Regions from separate parts of the Sus scrofa genome. Here regions 1 and 3 are each linked to region 2. The links are chromatin contacts, called in public HiChIP or PLAC-seq and promoter capture Hi-C maps. All regions are on one chromosome and are shown on one strand. Each heading gives the region's core, a stretch centred on a gene start, on an enhancer-like site or on the middle of the called end of the contact. The rest is flanking DNA. Distances are from core to core; before and after follow the strand shown.

What was found. Promoter capture Hi-C pulls out the DNA fragments that hold promoters and counts their contacts. HiChIP or PLAC-seq counts read pairs in DNA pulled down with a chosen protein or histone mark.
Region 1: a contact with region 2 is called in a promoter capture Hi-C map of fetal liver, with 3 times the contacts expected there. The contact joins the promoter of LCORL here to the promoter of DCAF16 in region 2. A contact is called at or near these places in 2 of 5 promoter capture datasets (fetal liver and liver), 9 of 47 Hi-C or Micro-C datasets (embryonic fibroblasts, fetal heart ventricle, heart right ventricle and 5 more) and 1 of 2 datasets of contacts at active chromatin or transcription factors (alveolar macrophages).
Region 3: a contact with region 2 is called in an H3K27ac HiChIP or PLAC-seq map of skeletal muscle. The contact joins the promoter of MED28 here to the promoter of DCAF16 in region 2. A contact is called at or near these places in 1 of 5 promoter capture datasets (fetal skeletal muscle), 6 of 47 Hi-C or Micro-C datasets (embryonic fibroblasts, fetal heart ventricle, fetal skeletal muscle and 3 more) and 2 of 2 datasets of contacts at active chromatin or transcription factors (alveolar macrophages and skeletal muscle).

What each region holds. Positions count from the first base shown.
Region 1 is chr8:12,966,848-12,971,856 of Sscrofa11.1, reverse strand. It overlaps LCORL (ligand dependent nuclear receptor corepressor like), which reads left to right and starts at 2,722. Exons shown (of 7, transcript NM_001195345.1): 1 at 2,722-2,878. The coding sequence starts at 2,722.
Region 2 is chr8:12,762,102-12,767,143 of Sscrofa11.1, reverse strand. It overlaps DCAF16 (DDB1- and CUL4-associated factor 16), which reads left to right and starts at 3,367. Exons shown (of 2, transcript XM_013978553.2): 1 at 3,367-3,559. NCAPG (condensin complex subunit 3) reads right to left here. Exons shown (of 22, transcript XM_021101058.1): 2 at 2,824-3,859; 3 at 1,692-1,895; 4 at 475-703. The coding sequence starts at 2,934.
Region 3 is chr8:12,621,651-12,626,279 of Sscrofa11.1, reverse strand. It overlaps MED28 (mediator complex subunit 28), which reads right to left and starts at 2,155. Exons shown (of 4, transcript NM_001243569.1): 1 at 1,988-2,155. The coding sequence starts at 2,146.

The DNA.
Region 1 (5,009 bases), core at 1,473-3,972, 210 kb before region 2:
GAACATATATTTTAAGTAAGAAATAAATATATTAAACCTCTGAGATTGGGGATATCTATTACTGGAGCATAACCTAGCCCATTCTAACTAACAAAGAATTTGGTACCCAGAAGGAAGTACGGATATGATAGAAAACTTACAATATGTAGCTATGACTTAGAAACTCACTGGGTGGTGAAAAGGAAACTATTGTTAGAGGCTGGAAAGTTAGCAATCCATGCTAGCTGTGGTGAAATATTTGCTAAAACTATTCATGCATGTCTCCCATTCTTCCCATTTCTAAACAGACATGTTTACCATGGTTATTCTGTTCCTGTCCCACCACTCTATGTGAATGCGTGTATGTGTACGTATGTTTGTCAGGGGGTACGTGTGTAAGCAGAGAGGATCAATACTTTGTCTTTTCAGGTCTGTATAACAAGAGAAGTTTTTTGGGTTTTGTGTGTGTGTGTTTTTCCTATTCTAATTCGGGGACTACCAAGCATCACCCAGAGTCGCTGGCCTTTGAGATAAATGCCATAACTGAAGACAAGTTTTGGATTGTTTCACTTGTGGCAGGAATGAATGTATTTTGTAGTAGAAGGAGAGTGATCTACAAATTGGTGACTAGAGGATGGATGGCGGTAAATCATTGGTGCCGTTCACCAGTAAATTTGGGTTAATCTTCCTTCTGGGCAAATAGTAGGATTACACTTTCCTGCTGCCTTGAAGATAGCATGCCCATATACTTTCCTTTGTCAATGAAATGTGAGTGGAATTGACTTATATTGCTTTCAGAAAGAACCTGTTTGCCATTCACCTTCCTTGTGCCTATCCTGCAAGTGGGGAAGTTCCGGAGATGGGCTGGAGGCATCTAAGCCATCTGGTTACTTAGTGAGAATCTCTGAGTGAAGCTCTCCCTACTCCCTCCCTTCTTCCTACCAGAGATGAACAAATGAGTAGGAAATAGAATTTTTCGTCGTTTTAAAGCCACTAAAACTTTTGGATTTTTTGTTACTGCACCATCACCTAGCCCATCCTTACCAATGCAGATTACCGTGAAGGTGTTCAGGAAAGCTACAGAAGCTGATCATCTTGGCAATTAAAATACAAAAAGAACCAATAACTAAAACGATTCACTGATAATTCCAAAAGCACCTTCACTAATGATTTCACTTGCTTTCCCAATTGTGTCTGTTCTAGAAAACATTATGAGATTTCAAACTTCGTTTTTTAAAAATTTGTGAAAATGTAAAACTCTGTCTTCACTATTGAGGAAATGATGAGCAATGAATACTTCCATGTAGGAATGAAAAAAAAAAAAAAAGGTGGATAAAGATAAGCCACAAAACAGGGTGAGTGGAACTGAATTCAGAATTCACACTAGTTTCCAAGGAGCATTAAAATATGTTTTCCAGACTTGTCCATAAATTTCCACTAATGCACAGTACCTCTAAGCAAACTTTGGGTGTCTTAGCTTCAGTTCGGCCCCCCGCGCATATACAGAAATACACGCACAATCACCGTGGTGCTGAAGTAAAACATGTCATTGGAGTTTATACCTAACCAAAAGATTTCTCTCTCTCTTTGAAGAAATATTTTCTCTCTAGAGCAGCGTATAATTCATTCCGTAACATTTGTTAAGTGCTAATCCCTTGCCACGCTCTGTACTAGGGCGAAGCAGGTGAAAGATATCAAGGTACAGATGTCTCAAAGGGTCGCTGCCCTCCAGGAGTTTACTTATTGCAGAGCATAAGTTTCTCTTTTTGGAGTTTTCACTCAGCCACACTTAAACCCTCATAAACGATTTCCGGTGAAAAGCCCCGCATCTTTCTCCCAATATTTACAGAGTCTCGCTTTCCAAGAAGTCATCGCCCTGGAAACTGAAGTCACTGCAGGATGTCCCTCTGGATATCTGGCAATTATTTTGGATGCAGCCCAGTCACTGGCTTGCTTTTTCCCTGCTGTGGCAGGATGACTGTGATCCCCAAAAGTTTCCAGCACTTAAAGCACAAAGCGCTGTTCAAACCCTCAAGAGACGGACAACTTTTGCCACTTTCATCGCCTTTCTATTGCGGAGCCTAAGGAGGTTAAGTTGGTTGGGTCAGACACGACGACGCCGGCAGCGCACAGTCTTAGGCGCGGGAAATTAGAGGCTAAACCCACAAGCCGCGCAGTGCTGTGCAGTCTATGCTAACCCAAGTGTGCGAATTGGACTGGAGAGGAACCCATCCCTGATGGACTACAAAATCCGGCATGCACCGCGCCGTGGCGACGAGCTCCACTTCGGGGGTCCCAGCGCAAAGGGGTCTGGGAAGTGAAGTCTCCGGGTGTCCGGAGTTGCGTCGGGAAGGCAGAAGGGAGGCGTGACTAGTCCGCTCCATTGGCGCGCCGGTTCCTGGCCGGGCTCCGAGCCTCCCGCTCCCGCTCAGGGTTTTCGCGGGCGGCGGGAGCAGTATGGCTAGCTTGAGTAAACTCCGGGGGGAGGGGAGGGAGGGGAGGAGATGGGGAGTCGGGGTCAGCGGAAGCTGCAGGTTGCTTCCTTCTCCTCAGCTCCCTCCCCGCCTCTCCCTGAGGGAGCGGTGGGAGGGGGAGGGGATGGGAGAGGGACGGTAGTGTGACACGTGTCAATCAACCCCCCTCCGGGGGGCGCGCGCTCCGGGGCTCGCGCTGAGGGCTCGCGCCCCTGCCTCGTGCCTGCGCCGCTCGTATGTAAATGAGGGCGCGTGACGCGGGACGCAGATGGACAAGGGAAGAGAGAGAATGGCCGCTGCCGCCGCCGCCGCTGCTGCCGCCGCCGCCGCCGCCGCTCAGTGCCGGAGCCCTCGGTGCGCGGCGGAGAGGAGAGGATTCCGGCGGGAACTCGACTCTTGGCGCCACCGCCTCATGCACTGTGTAGGTAAGAGAGACACGGGCCGGGGCCCCGGCTCCGCGCGGCGACGGCTGCCGCAGCCCGAGGAGTTTGTGGCTGAGGGGTTTACTTGAATCTCCCGTTCGGGTCAGTTCAATGGGGGAGCGAGATGGGAGCGGCGGCGGCGCGGCAGCTCCGGCGCTCGCCTTTTGTCTGGGGGCTCCTCGCCCGGCGCACTCCGCGCTCCTTCCCCTCCTCTGCGCTTGGGCTCCCCGGGAACTGTTAGTTCGGACCCGCTCTCCGAGCCCCCGAAGAAGCGGCTCGCTCGCGCTCTCCCCGAAACTCCCCGGCTCCCCTCGCCGCTCGCCGTCCACCTTGTCAGGAGGGAGGAAACGGGCCGGCGGGGTCGGCGCCCGGGTGGAGAGGAGCCGGCGGGTAGAGCCGGCGGGAGGAAGGCGGGCTGGTCCGCGCCCCCGCCGGGCGCTCACACACCCCCTTCTCGCCGCCGGGGGCTGGGCGGGCCGACGCGGCCGAGTTCCCGGGGACGGGGACCTGAGCGACCCCCGGGCTGTTGCGGGGCCGCGGGTGGGCCCGCTGGGGGCGAGGGGCGGTGGGGGCGTCGCCCGAGGGCGGGGGCGCCCAACTCTGCCCTCTCGCGCTCGGCGGCGGCGGCGGCGCGGTGTGTACCCCTTTAAGAAGGAGCCGTTCGAGCGCTGACGGTTGGGATTTGAAGTTCTTCCTCCCTCTTTGGAAGTCTGGTCAGAGAGGGGGGTGTTGTCATGGTGACGGCACCCCCCCCCCCGGTCTCCTCGCGGACGCCCCGAAGACTCGGGTCCTCTTTTACTGTCATGTGATGGACCCTTCCCCGCACAGACACGCACATAACCCTCCCCACCTCCCATTCCCGTTCTCTTGCAATTCCGTCTTCCCTTTTGGTTGGGTCGGAATCGTTTTGCTTCAAACTTCTGGCCTGGGGGCTGTCATTCTGCGGGTTGCTGGGGGGTGGCGGGAGGTGGCGGGACCTCCCCACCTTGCCCCCGTCGCTTTTTTGTCTGAGTCGTGTGCGTGGAACTGTTATCCAGCAGGTTGGTTGAGTGGGCACCGAGGGGATAACGCGGGTTATGGGATGGGGTGTGTTGTGTTTGTTTTGGAAGAGGTTGATGGGTAGGAGAGTAGGAGCAGAGGTAGGAAGGAAGGTTGCATTGTCTAATGAGTGGATAGTGGCTCGCTCGACTGGCGATTAAATCTTGGCGTTTAGAGTTGAGGAGTAATCTTAGCGCCCTAAGACAAAATTACTCTCTTACCTCTTTTCCATCTGTTCTTGCGCCACCTCGCGCCCCATTTCCCCTCACCCCCCTCAGATTTGTTTGGTTAGTGCCTGAAGATCTTTCTTGTTTTTCACTAGTGAAAAGGAGATTGTGGTAGGATAAACTAGTACAACTTCAGCTGAGAAATGTGCACTGCAGAAACCGATGGATATAGAGAACACGTACCAGAAGGAAGGTTGCTCTGATTAGGGACATAAGTTATGTTTAAGCAATTCACTCTTTTACCCTTATGAAATATGTTTTGGTTCTATCTAAGAAAACATTCTGGGAAATAGCTTTGGTCAAGTATTCATAAATAATTTTACTTTTTTTAAAAAAAACTCTCAAGGTATTATTCCACATATAAAAATTTTAAGCCAAGTGTTGCTAATGTTTCCTGAATGCAAATGGACCTGATTTTTATAATTGCTTTTGTAAGGTCTCTTCCACTGACAACCTGTTTGAAATTTGTTGAGTTTGTTCGGTTAGAATCAGGCAGGATAATAGCATTCTAACACTGGCTCACGCTCTCAGTCAGCTGTGTTGTTTTGCCAAGGCTCACGGTGCTTTGACGATGTCTGGACAATTTTCATGTTTTAGAATACTTTGTTTTTCACTTTTTTCTCATCTTGCTTATTTATATACATTACTATGGCTTTGTCTCTCAAAAATATATTGCTTTTGAAAAAGAGACGAATTTTAATTAAACAAAATTAATTGAATTTGATGGAAAAGGGAAATATGATAGATTTCTGTCTTACTACTTCAATACCAAATAGAATTGGAAGACACTGAAATTGAGTTAATGCTGGGTGTCGAATATGCAGCTCCATATTGCATTTTAATGTACCATACGCTTTGCAGTATTTGAA
Region 2 (5,042 bases), core at 2,118-4,617:
GTAAAATATATCAACAAGGATATTATTAGAAATAATGTTGAGAGCACAGCAAGATATAGTATGATCCACACAGCACACAAAATGATCCTAAGGAAAATTTAATACTATTTACAGATATAGACATGTGGTTAACTACTTAAACAAAAAGTCAAGGGAATAATTAACTCCAAATTCAAGATAATCATCAATTCTGACGTAGTGATAAAGCTGGAGTGGGACATAAGGTAGGCTTCAAAGGTATTGATGATACACCACTTTTTTAGGTTGAATGGTGGCTACTCAGGTATGTGTGGGTGTGTATATATATAGATAAGGTATATACATATCTTACCCAATTTATATCTTAGGTAAAAATACTTATACATATACACACACACACTATACTCTTCCATATCATTTCATAGTTAAGAAAATTCGTATGCTGAGAATTTAACAGTAATTGAACCGAAAAAGGATTTAGGGAGTTATACGTACCATTAACTACAGGGCATTCATCATCTTTGGGATCCTGAAGGCGTGAAAGTGCAAGAACTGCCTGTATTCTTACATTTGGAATTTTATCTTTCAATCTAACCAGCATGGCTTCATTAATTTTATCAAACAAATCATCATCAATCTGGGCATTTTCTGGCATACTTCCCAAGAGCTTATTTATGAGCTGGCACACTCTAAATCTAACTGCATTGCTGTTTGCTTCATGAGACTAAAACAGAAACAAATCAAAATTTATTCCAAGCCACATTGTTACTAAATAATTACAATAATTACTTGCAGAAAAACTATAATGCTACCTTGATCCATGTATATACTATATACATATTATATAATACAAAGTCTCAAAATACAGTCTGAAGTACAGGCTGAATTACAAGAGCATAATCCTCTTTGTAGGAACTCCCACTTTACCTGTAAAATAGATAACTCATTTAAAACAAATGTATGTGAGAGAACTGGTTTAGAATGCTCATTAAGGAGTTCCCATCGTGGCGCAGTGGTTAACGAATCCGACTAGGAACCATGAGGTTGCGGGTTCGATCCCGGTCCCTGCCCTTGCTCAGTGGGTTAACGATCCGGCGTTGCCGTGAGCTGTGGTGTAGGTTGCAGACGTGGCTCAGATCCTGAGTTACTGTGGCTATGGTGTGGGCCGGTGGCTACAGCTCCGATTCGACCCCTAGCCTGGGAACTTCCATATGCCTCCCGAGCGGCCCAGGAAATAGCAAAGAGACCAAAAAAAAAAAAGTCATTAAAAACCCAATGCTGGGGGAGTTCCCGTCACGGCGCTGTGGTTAACGAATCCGACTAGGAACCATGAGGTTGCGGGTTCGATCCCGGTCCCTGCTCAGTGGGTTAAGGATCCCGCGTTGCCGTGAGCTGTGGTGTAGGTCGCAGACGCTGCTCAGATCCCGCGTTGCTGTGGCTCTGGCAGAGGCTGGTGGCTGCAGCTCTGATTAGACCCCTAGCCTGGGAACCTCCATATGCTGTGGGAGCAGCCCAAGGAAATGGCAAAAAGACCAAAAAAAAAAATCTTAACTTTTAATCTTAGTGACAGTTCTAACAGTTCCTATATAAGGCAGACTTACTCATTTTCTCAATTACCAGATATTTCATTCTCTTAAATATACAAACTCCCATTGCCCTTTTAAAAACAGTAAAATTTTCTACATTCCCCCAAAGTTCTAGTTTTCATATACCTTTAATAGAAAAGTAAACAAATAATTTAAAATGCCACCATCTTCCTCTTCCTCATCATCTTCCATATCTGATTGGTGAAATGAAGTAACAAACTTTGCTGCAAATTCTATTATCCTCTCCACAGCTGGTTCTCGTTTATAGACTACCATTGCATATTTAAGGTAATGAACAAACTCCTGATGAAAATCTGTTTTGTCATCCATCTGAAAGACAAAAGAAACCCTTTACTGCACAGATAAGAATTTTTTCACATTACCCTAAGACGCTGAAAACACTAGCCATAACTCCAACAAAATAAATTTAGTAATCTCTCAATTATCCAAACCATCAAAGGGAAAATAAATTTGTACAGTTTCTTTCTAGAGAAATTTCTCCCAGGGAGAAAACAAACGGGAATTTTGATAGTGAAAGGATTCCTCTGATTTTTTTTTTTTTTTTTTTTTTGCTGTCAATATCCTGGAATCCTCAATACGATGCCTTGGTACCGGTTTAAGTAAAAATCTGCTTCCTCCTGAACAATCCAAAAAACAACGGCTTTTACATTTATATATTTAACCTTAATATTACACAGGCGTTTCCTTTCGATTTAACTTCCACAGTCTTATATCCTCAAGCCCCATTTTCCTGACTTACAATTTTTCTTGGACCTCAAAATAATTCATTTTGCGAAATTCACTGTCCTATTCTTCTCAAGGCTCCCTTCAAAACGAAACAAAGTTATTCACCGGACTAGGAAGAGCCACGTCCTAATGATTAATTTGCTAATTAGTGAGTTGATTCAATTCAACTGTGGGGGGAGGTAAAGTAATTTGACGAGGTCGGTGACCAGGGGCAATCACCGCTGAACCGCCAAGTTCAGGGCCACTCCGCGACCTTACAACTAGGTGCCCGGTCCCCCGAGTGAGCACAAATGTTTCTCCAAATTCATCCCCAACCGACAATTAACGGTCCGCGCGGGAAGCCGCTAGGGAGGCGGCTGGGAGACCTCAGGCAAAAGGCCAGACCTATCCGAACCGGGTCGGAAAGGTTAAGGAGGTTGGAGTCGTGGTGCGCGTAGTCGGGAGGGTCGCGGGAAGCCCCTGGGAGAGACAAGGCTGGGGAGGGGCAGGGAGGGCCCGGGGCCGCGCTTACCGAGCCATAGGTGCGGCTCAGCGCCACCACCAGCTTCGCCTGGTTCTGGTGCGGCTGCTGCGCCAGCTGGAAAGCCTCCTTAATCGGCAGCAGCCTCTTCTCCGCCCCCATGGCGCCGGGACCCAGCAGGAACGAAGTCTGTTCAGCGTTTCGGCGCAGCCGGTTCGACTGACCACCGCGGAGGTCTCCACAAAGACGCCTCAGCCTCCAGTCTCAACAGCGGACAGCCGGGGGCGTGGTTACCGCCAGAGCATTCAAATAACTCCCGCGGGAGAAGGAAATACCGCGAGATGGCGTAGAGCGGCGAGAGCGGGATCCACTGGCTTCCAAGCCGCCGTTGGGGCGCATGCGCTTAGGGTCTTTTAACCCTTTTTTCTGATTGGGAAGCGGGGTTCCTAAGAGAAGGGGGCGTTGGCGCCCCCGGAAGTGGTTTCCACCTGGAGGGCTAGCCCTGCGGCAATGAGACTGTTGGAATCGAGCTTTTGGCGCTAGGCCTAGACGGGTCTTACGGCTAGGGTTGAAGCGAGAAAGAAGAAAGGATCCTTCGTGGGTGAGAAGAGGGAGTCTGCAGAGGGGAAGAATCCCTGCTCCCGCCGAAGGGGAGGAGGGTTCGTGCGGAGATCCGTCAGGAAGGGAGAGCTAGGGCGTGCTCGAGTGCCGGGCAGCGGCCTGGCTTCTCCCGAGAAGGGGCTCATTCCTGGGTCGGCTGAGGGCGTTCCGAAGTCTCCCGATGGAGGTGGGCCACTGTCTTTTTAAGCCCCGAGCGGTGGGTTGGAGGGTCTGCGAACGGAGGCGGCCTTGTGGAACGACTGCGTAGAGAGGCACCAGTTAATTCAGATAGAGTATATAGAGTAGACCTGGAAAGCTCTAAGGTGCATAAGGAGGTTTTCAACAAAGGAGACCACAGAATGGAGAAAAGGTTTAGAGTAGCGGTTAAGGTAAAATCCTTTGGAGTGTCTTCCTGCAGGCACTAAGCCTTTAGTTTTTTAATGGAATTATATCCAGCAGAAACCAATATCTCAGTACCCGCAGCCAGCTTAAAAAAAAAAAAAAAAAAAGACAAATCCGCCGGCATACCCTTTTCCTATTGAATTACTTTCCCTCCCCAGCAATAATGGATTTCCTGAATTTGCTGTTTTTATGTATTAAAAGACGAATAAATCTCGTAATAAGTATGTGTTCATGTGCTAAGGTGTATATGCAACTTGCCATTTTTTAAAATCTGTTATTTGAGGTTTATTCATATTGATACTGTCATATCACTAACACTTTATGGATCCTTTGTTGAGGAAAAGTTAATCCATAGTTTACCTGGGAAAGAAATGGAAAATTTTATTTAAGCCAACCTGAGGATTATCACCTGTGAGACTTTCAGGAAGCTCTGAGAACTGCTGTGTAAGCACTGTTATGTATGAGGTATTATTGACAAGTTGACACAATCCAGATGTACAGGTACCTTGTGATTAGTGGATCATGGGTCATTGTGACGCTTTACAATTAAGAAAGAACGTCATCTTCTGATTAGTGGCAAATACACAAGACGAGGGAGCAGGCCGAAACAGGCACAGAAAAATTTTATTTCATCACCTTATATACCAGACACTATCCTAAGCACTTTACCTCATTTAATCAGTAGAAACAATCCCTGTAAAATTTTATTTCATCACCTTATATACCAGACACTATCCTAAGCACTTTACCTCATTTAATCAGTAGAAACAATCCCTGTAAGGTAACTTTCTCCTTTTTAAAAAAACAGGTACAGGGAGGTTGCTCTAGTATTCTCTCATAAGAATATGCCATAATTCATTCTCTTGCTTCATAATCCTAGTTCCTGAAGTGTTGTAGGTTTTCACATGCTAGGTAAAATAACAGTAGCAATTGGGTTGCCCATAATTTAAAAAGCATCGAAATGCCTAGTTTCTGAAAAGGCAAGAGGGGTGGATATTTTAGGTTCATCAGGTAGAAGAAAAGCATAGAGGAAAAGCATAGAAGTTGAAGAATGCATGGAATATACTAATGTTTTATTATCTCGCTGTAACTAAAATGTAAAATGCGTAGACAACCCTGGTGAAAGAAACCTGGAAAGGAAATTTAAGTATATCCAAAATATCATTTCAACATATACTCAATTTTACTTTTTTTTTTCCCTGCCAAATCTTTGATACTGGGTAGCCACATTTCAGATGCTCAATAGACACATGGGGCTAATGGCCACA
Region 3 (4,629 bases), core at 906-3,405, 140 kb after region 2:
ATGCCTCAGGTGCAGTCAAAAAAGGAAAAAGAAAGAAAACTCTCCCAAACCGGAGAGACACTGATGATCTCAACTATCTAGACTGGGACTGTATATGTATCTGGGAGGGAGGGAAACACTATATATGTATTTATATTGTTACCATTTGGGGCAGCATTTTGGATGATCCACCATCTGACTATATTACCCCGACTTAAAACTTGTCATATACAACAAAAGTGAAAATCAGTTTTTGAGATATTTATTCAGAAATACACAAAGTACACAAGACAGCTGAACAGTTGTATGGAAAAGAAAGTGTGATGGTCTATAAAAAGAAAATGTGGAGTTCCCGTGGGGGCTTGGTGGTAACAAAACTAATATTCATGAGGGCTCAGGTTTGATTCCTGAGTGGGTTAAGGATCCGGCGTTACCATGAGCTGAGTTGTAGGTTGTAGACGTGACTCAGATCCCGAGTTGCTATGGCTGTGGGGTAGGCTGGCAGCTACAGCTCTGATTCGATCCCTAGCCTGGGAACCTCCATATGCTGCAGCTGTGGCCCTAACAAGACAAAAAAAAAAAAGGAATATATGCAGGAAGAAGTCTCATGTGGCCAGAGTAAGAAGAGATGGGACTGGACCAGTGATTTGAACATGCAGAGCCAGGGAGGCTACCATACCTCTTGGTCTTTCTTTTTAGAGCCACACCTGCAGCATAGGGAAGTTCCTGGGCTAGGAGTCAAATCAGACCTGGAGCTACAGCTGCAGACCTATGCCTCAGCCTTGGCACATGGAGCCACAATACAAGCCGAGGCAACTCGCAATTCTCACCCTGCTGGGTAAGGAAGGAATCTAACCAGCACCCTCACAGGCACTGTGTGGGGTTCTTAACCCACTGAACCACAAAAGAACTCCCCATCTTGGTCTTAACCCAACAGTCATGGCAGCCACTGAAGAGTTTTAAGCACTAGGGTGTTGATGGTAGGCTCTGGCCAAGACTTCTTTCTACAGGGCCAGTCTTTCAGCAAGTCTCATAACCGCCACTTCATCTCAAGCCTAGATGCTGCTCTAAGGCTTTCCTGTCCCTCTCCTTTACAGCTTAGCACCACCTCAAAGGCATCTCATCCTCCTCCCAGAAAAAAAAGATTTCTCTGTCCTTTAAATCAATTATCTCAAACTTCTGAATGTACGCCCCATTAAAAAAGGCATTCTGCCCATGCAACCCCAATAACACACTCATTTATGAACTCTATTTACCTACTACCTATGCTATTATGTGTGAAAGTCAAAAAGTAGAAAAGTTAACTCCAATTACAAGTTACTTCATTTCCACACCCTAATGGTTCATCTTCCACTTCAGAGACCACTGGAAGCCACCTGATTTTTAAGCACTTATTTCTTAAGCTCACCTGTGCCTCCTACCAGTCCCCATTTTCTCTGCTACAGGATTAATGCTTGAATGGGAGTGAGAGTTTGGATCACCCTCTGCCTCTCTCCCAAAGCTTCATCTTTAACTCCTCTTCCCTCGGCCCTTAATAACAACTTCCCATCTCAGCCCCAAGAATTCCACTACTTTAGGACCGTTTAAGGGTGGAGCCCAATGGAAAGAATACAGGACAGAGTGGTGCAATGCTCCCCTCGGTGGAGAATCAGCCCGTAGCAAACACGCAGGGACGCAGGAAAGGATACTCAAGGATAGAACCAACCTTGAATTGAGGCAACAACCTTGAGGAGCAGAACAACCGACTGGGAACCTAGAAGGGTCCCACGGTGGGGGTGGCGGGCAAACTTCAAGTCCTCGTGCCTCTAGAAAGGACAAATTTACTCATCTCCGCCAGTCGACCAGAAAATTCTGGCCATCACTCAACGTGGAGAATAAAGCAAGCAGTTTAGATTCTTTGAGCCTGCCGCCCCATTTGTAAGCCGGTGCAGGGATTGCTGAAAAAGATAACCTGCACACGTTTCAGAAAAGAAAGGCTGGGAACACAGACGCCCACGGCTCATTTTACCTCGAAAGATGACTCCAACTCGTCCACTAAGGTGCTGTTAGAAGTTCTTGGAATCCCTGGTGTGGCCTGAAGAAGCGAAGCCTGGCCCAGGAGCCCCGGTGGCGGCGGCGGGGGTCCGGGAGGCTGCCCCGTGAACATTCCACCCAGCGGAGCCGCCATTTCTAAGATGGCGGGTGAGAGACTCACTGCACCTGCGCGGGAGCTGGATCCGTGGGTCACGTGACACGCCTGGTCACACGTGATCACGCTGAGTGGATGTTGGCGTCTATCGGGCGCCAGGGAAACCGGTAGGTTGGTACTTTCGTTCCCTCTTTGCCCGCACTGGAGGCCGCTTGACTTTACTGGTTTTTTATTTTATTTTATTTTATTTTATTTTTTATAACATGAGAATTGAAGGATTTGATAGGGTTTTGACAAGGTTGTATGAAGAGGAGAGTCAATAACTAAGGCTGAGCGAGCCCTGCCTGGCTTCATGATATTCGTTTAACCATCCTGCCTTTGCCCTTAACCCTTGAAATGATTTGGACCTAGCGCTTTCTCTGGGCTCAGTTTACCGGTTGGTAGAAGGAAGGTGCTTATTCACCACACAAACATTTATTGGGAGCTTACTATTTACCAACTACTAATCCAGTCATGGTGGATATAGGGGGAATGAACATGAAAAAAATTTCCCCTAAATTCTCTCTGGGGAGAGACTTGTGCAAAAAATGACCAAGCTTGTTGAGGGTCCCTACTATGCATACGCCTGGCATGTTCACTTGAGATATTCGTGGTTATGTCAAAGAGAAAGTATGATAATTTTGTAACACTTGCTTATTTCTCTCTTTAGAAGCCAAAAATTTTTTCACCGTATTTAATTTTACACTTACAGTTACTGAAAGTAGGGTCAGGCTGTTTGCCACTCTAAAGCCAATAAAAAGGCAAAGTTGGAATGGATTAGCAATGAGATCCTGCTGTGTAGCACTGGGAACTATATGTCTGGTCACTTATGATGGAGCATGGTAATATGAGAAAAAAAGAATGTATACATGTATGTATAACTGGGTCACCATGCTATACAGTAGAAAATTGACAACACTGTAAACCCGCTACAACAGGAAAAAATAAAAGTCATTATATAGTGGGGAAAAAAAAAGTAAATTTGGTGGAATGTTTGCTGTATTCTGGATTCCAGCAACTTAGGTGAGCGGGCAGAGACTCCTGTCCAAAGGCCCACTGCCCCCTCACCCCAGCTGACAGTCAATGGGCAAGAGCTTTTATAGGTACCTATCAGGGCTATATGCAGAAACAGTAGAATCAGCTCTGACAGATCTTGAAATTGGTCATGGGATGGTCTGACCAGCGTTCTCTTATTTTAAGTATGGTTAATCTCCAGTTCCATAGTCAATTTGTTCCCATTTCTGTAAGCGAGGAACGGTTAGTGGGAGAAATTTAGTGGGCCTGCTGGGCCACTGCTTGGCGTTGCAATGGGTCCTTCCTCCAAACAAGAGACAGTGAATGACCATTGGCTCCTCCCCCTCCCCTTTCTCTATATAAGAGGAGTCTGAAGTCGGCTGAGGCAAGATGGTTTTTTGAGACGCTAGTTTGCCATCTTCTGGGTCTGCTAGCTTTCCAATAAAAGTCGTTATTCCTTACCCCAACAACTCATCTCCGAATTTATTGGCTTGTCGTACGACAAGCAGAGTGAACTTGGGTTCAGTACTCTTTCCTTGAGGCCACTTCTCCAGTTGTGGCAGCTTATGTCATGGCCACAGTCTGGTCATCATGTAGTTAATTTTTTCCACCTGACTGGGGTTTCAGTATAAGATAGCTCACAGGATATGGCTCAGAATATTATTTATAGCCCTTGAGAAGGAAAAAAGGTCCTTGACTTTGCTTAATGACTAAATGATTATTTGGCTTTGTTGGACTGTTTTCCTTTGCTTCTGCATTTTCTTAGTTCTTTGATTAAACTTATTCTTTGGCTAAAGTTTTCTACAGACAAAAGGAAAGTAGAGGACATGGGGTGGGTGGATGGTGGGAAGAAAGGACCATAGGGCCGTTAACTCTTGAAATGACTTTGGCCCAGGTCCTTTCTCTGGGCTCAGTTTACCTGTTGGTAAAAGGGAGATACTCATTCATCCCACCAGCGTTTATTGAGAGCTTCCTATGTACCAATTACTAATCCAGTCACTGTGGATATAGCAGGAGTGAACAGGAAAAATTTCCCCTAAATTCTCTCTGGGGAGAGACAGGTAACAGAATGGTAAATATTGTTGAGGGTCCCTGTGTATGTGCTGGGCACTATTTACTTCAGTTATTTATGGTTATATCAAAGAGAAAGTTACTATTCTGATATTTTTTAACACTTGTTCATTTTTTCAGAAGCTAAATTGTTTTCACTGTATTTAATTTTCCAGTTATTATCCAGCACATTTGTTGAGCCTTCCATGTCCCAGGCTCTAATGATCTAAGGATTGTAGCAAACACCCCAAGACTGCCCTTGGGGAGTTTACTCTTGTTTTGTGGGAGAAAGATGGATAAACATATATAGAGAGCAACATCATTATGTAGCAATAAGTGCTAAGAAGAAAAATAGGGATGGTAGTGGCCAGTGATGGATTTGAGATGGGTGGTTGGAGAGAGCCTCTCTGAGATCTAAA